2 separate regions of the Manis pentadactyla genome follow, and region 2 is linked to region 1. The links are chromatin contacts, called in public Hi-C maps. All regions are on one chromosome and are shown on one strand. Each heading gives the region's core, a stretch centred on a gene start, on an enhancer-like site or on the middle of the called end of the contact. The rest is flanking DNA. Distances are from core to core; before and after follow the strand shown. Region 1 holds the start of NOL10 (nucleolar protein 10). Region 2 holds the start of LOC118910620 (serine/arginine repetitive matrix protein 3-like).

Region 1 (3,688 bases), core at 399-2,898:
CTGGACTACCTAACTCACCCCTGCACATTCTCCCCAGCTACAGTAATTTGCCACACAGCAACCCCATTCAAAACTCAACAATGGCCTCCATCAGCACTAGGAATAAACTGTACCTTCCTACCTTAGCCTACAAGGCTCACGTCTCCAGCCTTATGACCCCCACTTTCTCCTCTCATTCAGCATACCATGGCCACACCTTCTATTTCTCCAACATGTTAGGTGCATTCCCATTTGGGGACATTTACATTTTCTTTTCTCAGCACTCAAAACTCTTCCCCCATATCTTCACATGACTTGTTCCTTTTCATCATCCAAGTTTCTGCTCAAATGTCACCTCTTGGAGAGAGGCCTTCCCTGAAGGCTTTGTTCAAAACACTTTTTCTGAACATGTGACCCACAACAGCTGTCTTCTAGTCACACATCACTCAAAGCACTTATCATCTTAAGCAGTGTTCTGGTTTGCTCACTTACCCTTGTCCCCAACAGGGAAACTTATCTGATACGTTCACCATTTATCCCAACACTTAGAACAGGGCTGCCTGCATCTAGTCACTTCTCAACAAATGTGAAGAATGAACAAAAGGAAAAAGATCACGCTATGTAAAGAATAATTGAAAGACAAGGAATTGCCTAACCTCAATTCTGGTAAAAAAAAAAAAAAAAAAGAAAAAAAAAAAGGGAAGAATCTGATCGTCAGCTCCAAATCTTTCAGGGGCAGACACATGAAAGTGGAACTACATGAATTCTAATTTCCAAGGGAAGGGCTTAGACCAACAGCAGCATGGTATAAACAGGCATGTTGTAAAACCACTAACACATACTCTCAAAATGGAAATGAGAGTCTGCAAAAAGTCTTCTCTCATTTTAAGTGCTTCGACAGAGGCTTGACTGAGAAAACACGCAGGTTCAGAGCCTTAGGTCTGTGATCCTGTATAAGTCTCCCTTACTCTAGCTGGATTTTAGACGAGAAGATTGGAAGAGAATCCCTGATTTTCGCAGCCCCTTCTGATGTCCTAAGACAATGAAATTAAGTTCAGCAAGGTTCAAAAATACTGCCGTCTAAACCATAAATTCTGCAGAAGCAAAGTCTGCATTTCTCTTGCTTACTACTGTATTTCTAGAACTTGGCGTATAATAGGAACTCAATAAACAGCTGATGAATGGGCATTAAAACGGGAGAGAAATGTCTGTCAATCATCTGTCCACGCTTTTCCACCTCGGTGTGGCAGCGGCTGTGAAGATCCATATAAGCCCAAGCAAGGGACGCGCGTCCTCTTGTTCTGGAGAACTGTACAAAGGTCAAGCAAAGCTCACCGACCCTGACCACCCTTGGCCCAGCTTCTGGCGCGGAGATGCCAACACCGACCAGCTCCCCCCGGGGAACCGTCACTCGTCTCTGAGACCCCCAAGTCAGAGGCCGGCCAAGGCCCAGCTGAAACAGAGGCCGCGGAGAGGGGGGCTGCCTCACGGGGAAGACCCCGAAGTGTCTCACCTCAGGAAGCGACTTGCCGCAGCTGAGGCTATAAATCTTCACCTCGTTGAGGCTGGAGACCTGCATAGCGGCGCCGGAAAGCGTAGACCCCGGCTCCTGCCAGGGCCCCTCTCCAGGCAGCACACGCGTGCATCGGAATCTAAGGGCCTCCCGGGCGCAGGCTGATGACGCAAACCCAGGCACCGGAAACGGCCAGTTTCCGGAAGAGGAAAGTGGCCGCTGTGGGCTTGGCAAGCGTCTGAACTGGGGACGCGTGAGGCTCCGCCGAGGCCCTGCCGTGGGCTGGCGGCAACCCCGATACGGGGAGGGCCAGGAACCGCTCTACTGCTTCCGAACCCCGCGAGCAGCAGGTAGCCCTTGGGGTCGCTGCCCCCGCGGCAGTGTCCCGGGTGGGGCGGCAGGGCTCACCGGAGGCATTGGGGCCTCGGTCCAGGCAACCCAGCGAAAGCAGGCAGGCAGCAAGCGAATTCAGCGTGGAAGTCTCATCTTTTCCCCTGCGTGTTTCTGCAGTATTACATTACACATAAATGCTCTTTAAAACTGATGTCCTAAAAATATTGTATTCGCCTGGATTTGTTTGCCATTTATCCATTAAGGAAGGAAATAAAAAAAGCATACCAAAAAAATGAAAAAGTAGTTAAAGGGAGGACGTCAGGGAAGAAGGGAATTTGAACCTGATGTCTTTGGAGACTGGTGTGTGACAATAACAACAGACAGCTGCTCACGTACGTGTTATTTTCAGAAAGTTCACACGCTAACTTTCTCCGCCGATCGTCCAGTTTCAAAGACAACAACCTTTACTGTTGTCTAGATCTGAAGACGAGAATTCTTGGTGTAGTTAGAAGAAAACTAAAGGGAATAGTGTAGGTTAATTGTGCAAAAGGGTTCTTTTGAAATTAGAACATAATCCTCACTTCCCTTACATGGAACTGAAGTGGGTCATTTTGAGTACAGGCTATGGTTGGGTAAGGACTTCTGGGCTTAGAAATTTTGTTTCTATTATAACTGTCCTTAAAATTACAGTCGAAATTCTGCCTTCTGCCTGAGACCTTCTTTGAGGAAATAGGTAGGACCACCATCCTTGAAGAGGAGTGTGCCACAGTAGAAAAATCATGGGCTTCATAGTGGTAATAAATAAGCCTTTTAAGCAAGTTATAAAAAGAGAAAAGGTTTATTTCCCAACCTACACTGGATGGTTTTCAAGAAATCTTGAATAATTTTACACACAAAAAGCATGTCTTTTATTATTTTCAAGAATGTATTGTAAAAGACACTGACTGTAAAACACAATAGTATTTGTCCCTAAGCGCTAAGTGTTTTAAAGATATATAGACATATCCTACTCCTAACTTTGATAATTAAGGGCCTTAGACCATTTCACTTTATGCAGTCCTATTTCCCACTGACGCCCAGATCTGTGTTGTTTCATTATTCTGGTTGGAATCTTTGCCTCTGCAAAGCTGGCCTCTGGAACACCCTCTCCCTCTCCTTAGACCCAGATCCCACCAGCTGCTCAAAACTCACCTTTTGAGTATTTTGCTGGTTCTCCTGTTTTCAGTTTACTGTATAAATACCTTCATGGTAATTATATCTTTTTGGGGGTAGATTTTTATTATAAGAATATACACTAATTTAACACATCCTACAAGCACAATAATAATGAACTTGGATGTAATGCAATGTTATCCTAGATGTCTATGCTTGGAAGCTTTCCTTCAGACACTCTGCTTTCCTTATATTGCCACAACCACTCAAGGCTAATTAAAATGTCATTTTTAAAGAGTCCATAAAATTTCCTTTATTAAACTTGGAATGGGCTCCTTTTGAACATATTCTTCATTCTATTTTCTTTCTCCCTCATTTTGATCACTACAGGAAGATTTTAACATATTCAAAAGGCTAAGAGTGTATTGAACTCTTATACATAGTACCTAGCTTCAGCAATTCACAGACAACCCATCATGTTTCAGCTATACCCTCACCACCCTGTCATCCTCAGATTATTTTGAATGATTTTGAAGTAAGTCTATGGCAATTACCTCTGTGGGTTGTAGTGTACTTACCTGATCACCCCCTCCATCTCAACTTGATGGCAAACTGGGCTTAATTCATCTCTGGGTTCCCTGGGCCTGCCCCAGTGCCTGGTATGTAGCACACTCTCAGTAAATATTTCTTGATTAAAAATGAACAATTGAT
Region 2 (3,689 bases), core at 1,026-3,525, 190 kb before region 1:
AATAGCTTCTTAAAATTCGGAAGTGACCAGTCACTTAGAATGTCTTAAGGAAAGGAGATACAAATTCTACCTAAACACATTTGGGGTAATGATGTACTAAAGTAAGTGTATTCTCCACTTCCACAACAACATTGAAGTAATTAACAGTTTCCTAAGATTTGGGGGGAAATTGAATCCTTTTAGTGCAGAAAACCAAAGGATATTAATTTTAAATAGCACAGAAGTCATTCAAAATTATCACACCAACACATTTACTTTCATGTTTGTAGTCTCTTTTGGTATTAGTTAAATCATTTAAGTATTGAAATATTCCAAAAAGGAGTTTGCAAAAATAACTATAGAATATTATAGTTCTGTTATAAATTACCTCTTCAAACTTAAGCTTTACATCCTCAGATCCAGGGAAGCCACCACCAATATCAAGTAGATACATGCTGAAACCAACCTCAGCCTAGAGTCAAGAAAATTAAGTCAAGTGAGTAACCAGACTCTTAACAAGTCATGAAAAATGTATAAAGCAGATCTATAAGTCTCTATAACATGGGATGACATCTACAGGTTAATTCCAGAAACGAAACTAGTTATTGTTAGCCCTGCCCCCACCCCATACTTGCAGTCTATATACTCACTCCCATGTCAAAGACACAACGGGCATCAGAGATGGCCTGCACGAAGGTCTCAGGATCAGTGCAGCCACTTCCCACATGGAAGCTGGGGCAAAAAGTAAGGAGAACATGCTTGTATTTCTATTTCTGAAGACAACTATTCACAGTGGGAGAAAACCTGTAAAACCTGCACTAACACTGTGGCCTTTATGCTATACCACGGTCTCACCTGACACCAATGACATCGATATTCAGCTCTCTTGCCCGTTCTAGAAGCAGCCTGCTTGTTTTGAGTGTGGCACCAAATTTAACACTGAGGCGACAGACTGCTTTGGAATCATCAGTGGCAATCCGCAAAACCAACCTAGAAGCCAGAAAGGGGATCAAATTTCCCATGACAGAAGATCACTTACAGCCAGTTAAAATATAAAATCCTTGGCTCTGATACTGTGGGTTGAGTCTAATATCGTTTTATTAATCAAGAGGGTTTAAGCTATTTCTTACTTTGTCTCTGATGCAGAAGGCTTTTATGCTTTACTAACATACAAAAATTCTAACTGGAAATTTGAGTTTGTTAATACCCAGATCCTGTTATCCGAGGCGTAACTCACTTTGCCTTTGGATGTGCCCTGGCAACTTTCATCAGCTCAACTTCGCTATCAAAAGTCATCATCTGGACTCCATTATTGGCAGCATATTTAATCTGAGATACTTGTTTACAAGGATTTGCATAGATAATCCTCTCCGGCGGCACCCCAAGACTCTGCACCAATTGTATTTCAGTCTGAAAAAAGGAAGAGGTGTTACAGTATGCATACAGACCTAATAATGAAAGAAACAGAAAAATGTGAAGCTGCCATCTCCCCCAACCCCCCCTTCATTAGCATCTATTGCCCAAGAAATACAACCGTGATTGGCCCTGTTGGGAACACCAGGACCATTTTACAATCATTTTCAAGTCCTGTGTTTTTGTTCACCTTGCTGGCACAGTCGAATCCTGTCCCGATGGCAGCTAGAGTCTTCACTATGGTTCTGCTATCATTGCATTTGACTGCATAAAAGGGGGTGACCCGAGGAAGAGCTTTTAACCATCTCAGATGCTTCTTTAGAATGTCTCCCAGGTCCGCAACATAGAAGGCATCCTTATCATCCTATAGTAAGACGGGATAGAGGGAACTCATTAGCAGCCTAACAGTATGTCCAACATGCAGCCTCCTTTTTCTTTCCCATCATTCCCAATGAATCCTACTCTTTTTAGACTAGTCACCAACATGAATCATCACTGTCACAGGACAATCCACAGCCAATTCAATTCTAAATTCCCTAACAAGACATGTAAGTTCCTTTACATTTCCTTAAGACCCCTCTGAAGTTTCGCACTCATCTGCCTAGCACTCTCAAAGCTGTACTGCCAGCATGGGCTTTAATATACTTACAGAGGAAGAAACTTCATTAATTTTTTGGTCCAGAATGTCCTTGGCAGTAAAGCCTTCATCAAGGAAATGGCAGTCAAACTCTTCATTACTAAAGTTGTTCATGGTTTCTGATGTTCCTTTGAAATGGAACAAACTGAAAACAGAGTGGAGAAATTTACTCAGAAGTCGTAGCAATACTTATTAAGTAATTCTTAACAAAAGTAACTGGCAACAACCACAAATACTTACATGGAAAACTAAGAGATGAAATTTAAAAATACTACTGTCAGCTTCTCACAGAGCCAATTCTCCAGAATTCCAAGTCCCACTGAAGCGGTGTGAGCCCTCTGCACAGCTGGGAAATGTTCTGATGAACACAGAATTTGCCCTCTACCCTAGGAACACATGAAATTGAACAATCAGGAGCTGAGTGCATACAGCATGCATGGCCACTCAACCAAGCCCCCGCCCCCTGCCCCACCACAGCTCACTCATAGATCCTGTGAATCCAGTTACACGTAGTATGTTAGTCACATGATTCTAAAAACATCTACAGTATCTGAGGACACTGCAGATTTAACACTTTAGGTTCTTTCCAAAGCAGCACACTAAAATTGTTTCATAATACTGTATTGTGTCAAAATACGCACTTCAAATATTTGTGCTGAAACATGCAGAATGTAGGTTTCAGCTTTTCTGCACTTAGTTCAGTAATATGGAAACAATTTATTGCTATTTCTTACTTTCACCAAGTCTTATACAGAAAAACTTTTAGTGACTAAGAGGCGGCATGGAAATGTCTAAGGCTCAACTTACTGATTGCTATTAGATTTCCTGAGAATTTCATGAGCTAAATTTCATGCATTTTTTAGCTACCCTCTTCAGATCAACACAATGTATTACAGTTGCTGTATCTGATGAGAAATCAGCATTCTTGCATCAGTCTTGCCTACCAAACTAGCAATTCTGGGAACCCCAACTGTCCTTATAGGCATTCTAATATTTGCTTAGCAATGAATGGGAGTAATTTTTGGCTAACTTGATGAATAACAAAAATAAGCAAGCACAAACGAATTATGAATAAACAAAAGCAAAGCTCATAACAATCAGAGCTACTGTCCTTGGTCTTCATAAAGTTTGACACTGGTGTAATGACAGTTGTCCTTAACTTACTGGTTTTAACCTATTTAATTTCTGCCAGGGAGGGTTTTCTTTTCCACTGTGCAACCCGCTTCAGTGCCTGCAGCCTATGGGCACAAAGGCCAGGCAATGGTTCGGGGCCACAGTTTTTGCTCTGGCATGGGGCACTATGAGAGGCCCAGGGAGATGGGCCTGCCATAAATCCAAACCCATGCATGGTAGAACTTGTTGTAAGATTTGATCTAATGTGACTTTCTGGCACTGTCAACCTCCTACATTGCCAAAAGAGGAAGGCAAGAGACTTAAAGCCAGCAAACCAATTTTGTCCATATAAATAACATTTAAATAGGATCATGCAGTGACAGATTGGGTTATTTAGGGTCCTGTTAAGTATCTTTAAGGCAGTGTTTAGGCGTAAACTTGGAAAGTTTTTATTTCTTTGAAATACACCACAATTAAGTATTTTTGCTTTCCTGTACTTTTTAGTAACTTGCAATATAGAGAAATTTTACCCAAGAACACCTTTTTG

What was found. Hi-C and Micro-C count contacts between places; a contact is called where the count stands out from the background.
Region 2: a Hi-C map of blood shows a contact between it and region 1, with 4 times the contacts expected there. The contact joins the promoter of LOC118910620 here to the promoter of NOL10 in region 1. A contact is called at or near these places in 3 of 3 Hi-C or Micro-C datasets (blood, fibroblasts and skin fibroblasts).

What each region holds. Positions count from the first base shown.
Region 1 is chr2:228,409,951-228,413,638 of mManPen7.hap1, reverse strand. It overlaps NOL10 (nucleolar protein 10), which reads right to left and starts at 1,648. Exons shown (of 21, transcript XM_036881668.2): 1 at 1,493-1,648. The coding sequence starts at 1,558. LOC118910497 (a long non-coding RNA gene) reads left to right here and starts at 1,689. Exons shown (of 4, transcript XR_008995952.1): 1 at 1,689-1,842.
Region 2 is chr2:228,602,917-228,606,605 of mManPen7.hap1, reverse strand. It overlaps LOC118910620 (serine/arginine repetitive matrix protein 3-like), which reads left to right and starts at 2,275. Exons shown (of 2, transcript XM_057497453.1): 1 at 2,275-2,415. The coding sequence starts at 2,391. It overlaps ODC1 (ornithine decarboxylase 1), which reads right to left and starts at 2,408. Exons shown (of 11, transcript XM_036881806.2): 1 at 2,270-2,408; 2 at 2,042-2,174; 3 at 1,583-1,756; 4 at 1,217-1,389; 5 at 835-969; 6 at 630-711; 7 at 368-451. The coding sequence starts at 2,143. LOC118910636 (small nucleolar RNA SNORA42/SNORA80 family) reads right to left here and starts at 3,375; the gene lies at 3,238-3,375.